2 separate regions of the Pan troglodytes genome follow, and region 2 is linked to region 1. A link is a contact called in public HiChIP or PLAC-seq data. All regions are on one chromosome and are shown on one strand. Each heading gives the region's core, a stretch centred on a gene start, on an enhancer-like site or on the middle of the called end of the contact. The rest is flanking DNA. Distances are from core to core; before and after follow the strand shown. Region 1 holds the start of ARAP3 (ArfGAP with RhoGAP domain, ankyrin repeat and PH domain 3). Region 2 holds the start of RNF14 (ring finger protein 14).

Evidence for each region. HiChIP or PLAC-seq counts read pairs in DNA pulled down with a chosen protein or histone mark.
Region 2: a contact with region 1 is called in an H3K4me3 HiChIP or PLAC-seq map of stem cell-derived excitatory neurons, with 7 times the contacts expected there. The contact joins the promoter of RNF14 here to the promoter of ARAP3 in region 1. A contact is called at or near these places in 1 of 7 Hi-C or Micro-C datasets (induced pluripotent stem cells) and 1 of 1 datasets of contacts at active chromatin or transcription factors (stem cell-derived excitatory neurons).

What each region holds. Positions count from the first base shown.
Region 1 is chr4:139,401,429-139,404,973 of NHGRI_mPanTro3-v2.0_pri, reverse strand. It overlaps ARAP3 (ArfGAP with RhoGAP domain, ankyrin repeat and PH domain 3), which reads left to right and starts at 2,041. Exons shown (of 33, transcript XM_009449832.5): 1 at 2,041-2,122.
Region 2 is chr4:139,689,016-139,692,706 of NHGRI_mPanTro3-v2.0_pri, reverse strand. RNF14 (ring finger protein 14) reads right to left here and starts at 1,929. Exons shown (of 12, transcript XR_008548090.2): 1 at 1,708-1,929; 2 at 2-175.

The DNA.
Region 1 (3,545 bases), core at 792-3,291:
GTTTCCTTTGTAATCCTATATATTTTATTTTATGCATTTTAAAATATTATTCTGAGATGAGGCCACATACTTTACCGTATTGCCAAAGGAGAACATGGCACAAAAAGGTTCAGAACTCTTGCATCTAGCCCCTGACCCAAACTCCCCGGCATCCATTCCTCAAAACTCCCTGTGCCCTTTACTGTCTTTTCCTGCTCCCTTATTTTGCTGGGTTAGTCTGAGTCCCTTAAAGAAGAAGCTGCCAAGGCAGAATGCAAGGATTTGACTAGGGGAGATGCCTGTGAGAGAGGAAGGGAGCCTGGAGCTAGGAGAGCTGTGAAGGAGAGAGAGAAGGAATAAAGGTTGAGAGGAGCATCCTAAAACACCAGTCAAAGGAAAGTTCAGCAAAGCCATTGGGAAATCTTGATCCAAAGTCAGCTGTCAAAGGAGTCCCCTATCTCCCAGGAATGGGTCTGCCTTAGGATCTCTGCTGAGCTCTGTCACTGGCTGGGAGCAGCCCAGTGGGAAGCTGGCCTTAGATTTCAGAGAGAAGCAGCTGGGGCCATTGGTTAATTTCACTCCTCACAGTGTAAGATCTGTGAGGAGCATTCTCACTGCCACCACAGTTGCCCATCCGAAAAAAAGGACATGGTGCAGGGGTCCTGTCCAGGGTGGTAGGTGAGCATGGTAGTTATAGATATAGACTTGGAGGGTTGGCTATTTTCTAGCTGCAGAGTCTTGAGCAAGTTATTTAATGCTCCCTGTCTCCTTATATGTAAAATAGAGGTGATAAAATTTCCTATTTGTAGGGATATTTGTGAGGATTAAAGTTTGCAAAGCAATGTTTACATAGATCCTGGAGCACAGTCAGCTCTCAATAATTGGTAGCCCTTATTATGGCTATTGCAATTATTATTTTATTACTATAATTCTCTTTCTCAAAGGGAAGGCCGGGAAAGTGGGGCTCCAGTAGGCTGAAGATGACAGTCCCTCCCCTAGCTGAGGCAGCTGGAAGAGGTGGGAACCACTTCCTCCCACTCCCCTCTTCTTCCCCTGAGGCAGGGGTCTTCCCCTAGCTACTGACAGTTCCTGTGTCTGCTGACTCACAGCCAACTTCCTCTCATACAAACAGGAAAACACAGCCGGCCAGCGCCCCCGCCACCCCCAACACATACACACATACACACATACACACACACACACACACACAAACACCCCCCCCCCCAACCCAAACACTGGTCCTGCTCAGAGAGGGAAGTGCCTCCGCCCCCGGGAGACAGGCTCCAGGACCGGGGTTCCGGCAAGATTAGCGAAGGAGAGAAGGGCCATTCCTCCTCAGGCCTCCCCGGCATCCCCCCTGAAATTTTAGGGTGGGAGTTGGGGAGAAGGGGCGGCTTCTCCCATGAATGAAACAGCTGCTTGCTTGGTCACTGAGCTTGCAGGGCGTCCGCCTGTCCCAAAAAGGCAGCCCCAAACCTTGGTTTGGAAGTAGGGATGTGCCTTGCGGACCTTCATCCCTCGAAGGAACCTAGGCCGGGCCCTTGGGGATGGAAGTGGGGAGAAACAGACGGGTACCCCTCTGCTGGGCCTCTGCGCTTGTTGCCCAGGCCAAGTCTCAATTCTGGATGTCCAGCTTCCGTCCCCACACTAAACTAGTTGCCAGGGTCCAGCCACCCTTCTGGGCGTGGGAGAGGTGCCCTGGGGGATTAGGGCTCGACCTTTCCTCCTCCCTTTTGGCAGGACTGGAGGGCATGGGAGCAGCGGAGAGGATGCAAAGCCGTCCCTGGCACTCTCCCTTTCTCAGTTTCTACCTCCGTCCCAATCTCCGTCCCGGTCTCTGCCTCTTTGTCCCTCTCCCTGAGGTTGTCTTCGTCCCAACGTGTTCTGGTCCTTTCTCGGCCTGCGAGAGGGCAGACTGGGGGCAGACTCGGAGATAAGCGCGGCGGTTGGGCAAGAAGCCCAAACCCTTTGGAGGCCTGCGCTTGCACAAGGAGTGGCCGGGGCCCCGCGGAGGGAACCGGCCGGGCGGGGCGGGGCTGGGCCCGTCGAGGGAGGGCAGAGGGGAGGCGGGGCCGGCGCGGCGGGACCCAGAACCTCGGACGAGCGGCGGGCACCCGCGAGCGGACGGCGGCCGCGTAGTGAGGTGAGGATCCCCGCGCCCCCCGGGTCCCTGCTTCCCAGACTCCTCCCCATCACCTTCTCGAGGGCCTTCGTGGGCTCCCAGGCCCCCTCGGCGCCGGCGGCCCTCCCCATCCCTGCCACGACCCGCCCCTCCCTCCTGCTGCCCGGCCTCTGCCTCATCCCTCCTCGCCCCCTCCCTCGTCGCAGCCTGCGCTGCCCGCCACTGCCCGCCCCGCCCCCGCCACTCCTGTCCCGCGAGCACCTCAGCTCCCAGCCCCGTGCTGTCGAGCCCGGCCTGAGTCACCGGGAAACCGGGCCCTGAGTCAGGGCCCGAGGCTCAGCACGCGGGCCCTGGCTTGGGAATGAGGCCCAGCTGGAGAGAGGCAGAGGGAGGCCAGCAGTGATGCTGGGACGGAGAGGGCGTCCTGGTCATCGACAGAGCACAAGAGTAACAGGGAGAGAGCCTAGGCCGAGGCGGAAGACAGAAACCCAGGCTCAGAGGCAGACAGAGACACAGATACAACTCAAGATCTGGTTAGAATTGTAGACTGAGTCAAGGACAAGCTTAATGACAGAGAGCAAAACAGGGTGGGACAAGGAGAGGGACAAAGAAGAATTGAGAGGTTGAGATGGAATGGGGCAGGGACAGTGACAAGGCAGAGATAAAACTCAGGGGCCACAGAATTAGAGACAGGTCTATGAAATAGACCAGGGTCAGGGTCGGGGTCAGGCTGGTGGAAGGGGGACAGAGCACAGAGACCTGAGCCCAAGGGAATGAGCAGGGAAAAGGCAAGCTCAGAAAAGGAAGGCTTGGAGAAAGCAGAGGTGGGGGGATGGCATTTCACACTGCCAAATCGCTACAGGGCATGTGCACACACAGGTGAACAGCATGTGAACATGCTGCCGGTGGGCAAAGAGTCCAGAAGCCTCTGGAGTACCCCTGACCAGAGGTCAGGCCTCATCTCTCTGGCCTGGTTCTCCATCCCCATCCTTATTCTTCAATTAGCCTCCACCCAGGGCCGGGACCCCACACATTAGGACTGGTTAGGGCTCTCCCGGCAGCCTGACCAAAGCAGGCAGGATGTGGAGGCGGCCAGGGCTGGAGGGACAGGAAGGAAGTCTGAGCAGAGACAATAGGTGGAAGGGGAGGAGGGACTGGGAACAACCAGGATTAGGATGGCAGGCCTGCATACATCGGCTCTGGAAACAAGAGGGAGGGGGCGTCTGCACCTCCTTCCTCCTATCTAGGCTGCCCCTCTCCCCACCTTACTCCAGAGCTGATTGGCCACATCATTGGCCCCTCCTCTGCATCTCCCTATCCCACTGTGCCCCACAGCATTCTAGCATCTTGTCCCATGCTTACTCAGTTGGATGTGCAGTCAGGCAGGAGCAGAGCTTTGACCCAGACCCAGGGTGGGCAGGAACTGAGGGGCCAACTCTAGCAC
Region 2 (3,691 bases), core at 680-3,179, 290 kb before region 1:
CCTGTTAATAACAATCAGAAGAAAAGGATATTAACACCGCAGTCTGTATTTCAGCTCAGAGTGGAGTTCATGCAAATCCCATTTATTCTCTAACTGGTGGAGCTGAGACTGCTGCAGCTGGGTAAGAGGCCAAGATGTGGAACTCATACTACATATATTATGAAAATCCTGCCATCTGCAGAAAATAAATACAAAAGATGGTGTTAGGACCCTCTCCAAATTAAAATTCTGAATTTCCATGATCACCGCTTAAGTCAAACATATCCTAACATATAGCCAATCCTAATCTACAGGTGCATGTTACTCTCCTAGGGCAGGCTAACTGAGCCATGTGGTTAAAGGAGTATTTGCATGTCCCCAGCAATGACTGAGGACTTTTTATCTGTCTGCCCTCAGCTATGGGAGGAGCTAAGGAGGAACACCAAGGTCATATGAAAGTACAGGACACCATGCCCCATAACAAACAACCTCTTCAGTTTGTTTTTTGTTTTGTTTTTTTCTCCTTTCCTCTTCTGCTTCTTGTATTCCTTCATTTGCCATTCCCCTCCAGTTTTTCCTCTCTTGTTCATGAATTAACCCTGCCAGTGGCACTCAAGGTTAATTTTGGTAACAGAAAAATACTTAAAACAAGAGTACACAAACACAAACTTTTAAGTTTTATTCTAAATGCTTTAGAGCTAGGCTTCTTCACTGGGGTGAGGGGAAAAGGGAGTGTGGTCTATAGATGGGTTATGGAGAATACTATCAACACCCTAAAATTATATGCAAAAATACTATATACAAAACCATAATTAAAAACCAGATTCTCGGATGTGTAACTCCCAAATGAGATAAGAATGAGATTCAGAATCAATTTACATTAATTGAGCACCTACTATGTACTGTATTAGGTCCTTTCACATTGTTTTATTTTACTAGGTGGGAGTATATGGTGCTAATTGAATTAAGCTTTTTGTTTCTTCCTGTTAAAACATTTGCAAATGGGATGAGAGATTCATTCATGCAGTTTATGGTTTTAGGTTAGTGTTCTGCATCTGACTGCACATTAGAATCTTCTGAGGAGCTGTTTTTTAAAATCTCAATACCCAGGCCACACCCTAGAACAATTAATTCAGGCCTCAGTAGTTTTCCAAGTTCTCCAGGCGATTCCAATATGCAGCCAGGGCTAAGAACTTCTACTCCAAGCAGTTTCAACAGTTCCTCATGACCTACCCTACAAGATTTCAGCTTGTGAAGCTGTCACTTGGAATCCAGTACCTCAATTCAGGTTGCTAACCCCCATTTCCTTCTCATTCTATCCATTTGGTCTTCGGGTGTCCTAGTCTGGGTTCAGCTCGCCACTTGGCGTGCGGCGTCGTTTGGGCGACTGCCCAAAAACAGGGGCAGGCCCAAGGCTAGCTATCCGCCCCAACGCTGGGATCAGAGGGCGCAATGCGGGTGTGTGAGCTGCTGGCCAGCCTGGGGCGTTCCGAAGGAGCAGGGCCCACACCTTCCCCTTCCTCCTCAGCGTCCCGAAGGGAGTCCCAGCCAGCCGGGCTGCGGACGCCCGGTCCCGGATTTGAGGGACTGAGGCCCAGTGTACAGTCCCAGCCCGGTCCCCTTCTCTGCCTCGCGCGCCCCGAGAGCTATCCCCACCGTACCTTCCGGCCGCCCGGCAGTGCCGAACCCCAAAGTTCCGCCCTCCGCCCTTGCCTGGGGCCCACTCACCGCCGCCAGCCGACCAGGCCTAGAGACGCCCTGCTCAACCGGCGCGCCGCCTCTTCCGTTCTCGGGAGCTGTCAGCTGAGCCAGGCGGATCCCGCTGCTGCGGCCGCCGGCATAGGGAGGACTCTGCGCAGCCGCCGTGGTCGCCCCTGCCTCTCGGGCGCCTCCCGCAGGCCCAAGGCGGCGCTGCCGGCGCGACCATCGTCACCCCCACCACTGCGAGCCCTGTGCCCACAGGAGGCTCTTTTCAGTAGTTCTGATGGGGCCCGAGAATTCGAATTTTTACCAATCTCTAGAGGGGATCATGAGGCAGTGGTCTACCTAGGACAGAGACTCTCACAACAATCCCAGACCTGCTTCTCTAAGTGGACTAAGCAAGCCTACTTCCTCCCGTTTACCTTCTCAGAAATGCTGCCGGTCTTTCTGGCACTCCACTGTGGAAGCACGCATTCATCGCTCATGTTATAACTGTAACACCGACCGCATTTATTGAGTAGTTAGGATGCTTCAAGCAGTGTGATAAATGCTCTACGTAAATTTTCTATCTTCACTGTAAGCTTATGATTTAGCTACCATTTGTTATTCTCACTTTACAAATAAGGAAATTGAGACTTAGGTGCAAGAACTTACCAAGGGTCACGTGATTATGATTATCGTCAGGCTAAGCAGGAATTAAAATTATACCCTTCCTTTCTCACACCATATGCAAAAATTAACTAAATATGGATCAACGACCTAAATGTAAGAACTAAAACTATAAAACCCTTAGAAGGCCGGGTGCGGTGGCTCACGCCTGTAATCCTAGCACTTTGGGAGGCCGAGGCGGGTGGATCACGAGGTCAGGAGATCGAGACCAGCCTGACCAACATGGTGAAACCCCGTCTCTACTAAAAATACAAAAAATAAGCCGGGCATGGTGGCGGGCACCTGTGGTCCCAGCTACTCGGGAGGCTGAGGCAGGAGAATGGCATGAACCCGGGAGGCGGAGCTTGCAGTGAGCCAAGATCGCGCCACTGCACTCCAGCCTAGGCGACAGAGTGAGACTCCGTCTCAAAAAAAAAAAAAAAAAAAAAAAACCTTAGAAGAAAATGTAGGAGTAAACATTTGTGAACTTGGATTAGGCAATAGTTTCCTAGATATGAAACCAAAGGCACAAGCATCAAAGGAAAAAAACACATAAATTGGATTCACCAAAACTAAAAACTTTTGTGCTTCAAAATGTCAGAGGCGTTTGAACCAGAGCAACTTCATCTTGAGTAGCGGCTCAGTAAAATAAGGCTGAGCAACCTACTAGGCTACATTCCCAGACAGTTAGGCATTCTAAGTCACAGGATGAGATAGGAGATCGGCACAAGATACAGGTTATAAAGATCTTACTGATAAAACAGCTTGCAGTAAAGAAGCGGGCTAAAACCCACCAAAACCCAGATGGCCACGAGAGTGAACTCTGGTCATCCTCACTGCTACACTCCCACCAGCACCATGACAGTTTACAAATGCCATGGCAATGTCAGTAAGTTACCCTATATGGTCTAAAAAGGGGAGGCATGAATAATCCACCCTTTGTTTAGCATATCATCAGGAAATAACCATAAAAAATGGGCAACCAGCAGCCCTTGGGGCTGCTCCGTCTATGGAGTAGCCATTCTTTCATTTCTTTACTTTCTTCATAAACTTGCTTTCACTTTATGGGTTCCCCCTGAATTCTTTCTTGTGTGAGATCCAAGAACCCTCTCTTGGGGTCTGGATTGGGACCCCTTTCCTGTAACAAAAGGACACTATCAAGAAAATGAAAAGACAACCCACATAATAGAATAAAATATTTGCAAATCATATGTATCTGACAAAGGTCTACTTATCCAAAATTTATAAATAACTCCTGCAAGTCAATAACAAAAAGACAAATAATCCCATTTTAAAATAGGCAAGGGATCTGAATAGATTATTCTCCAGAGAAGATATGCAAATAATTGGTAAGCACATAAGA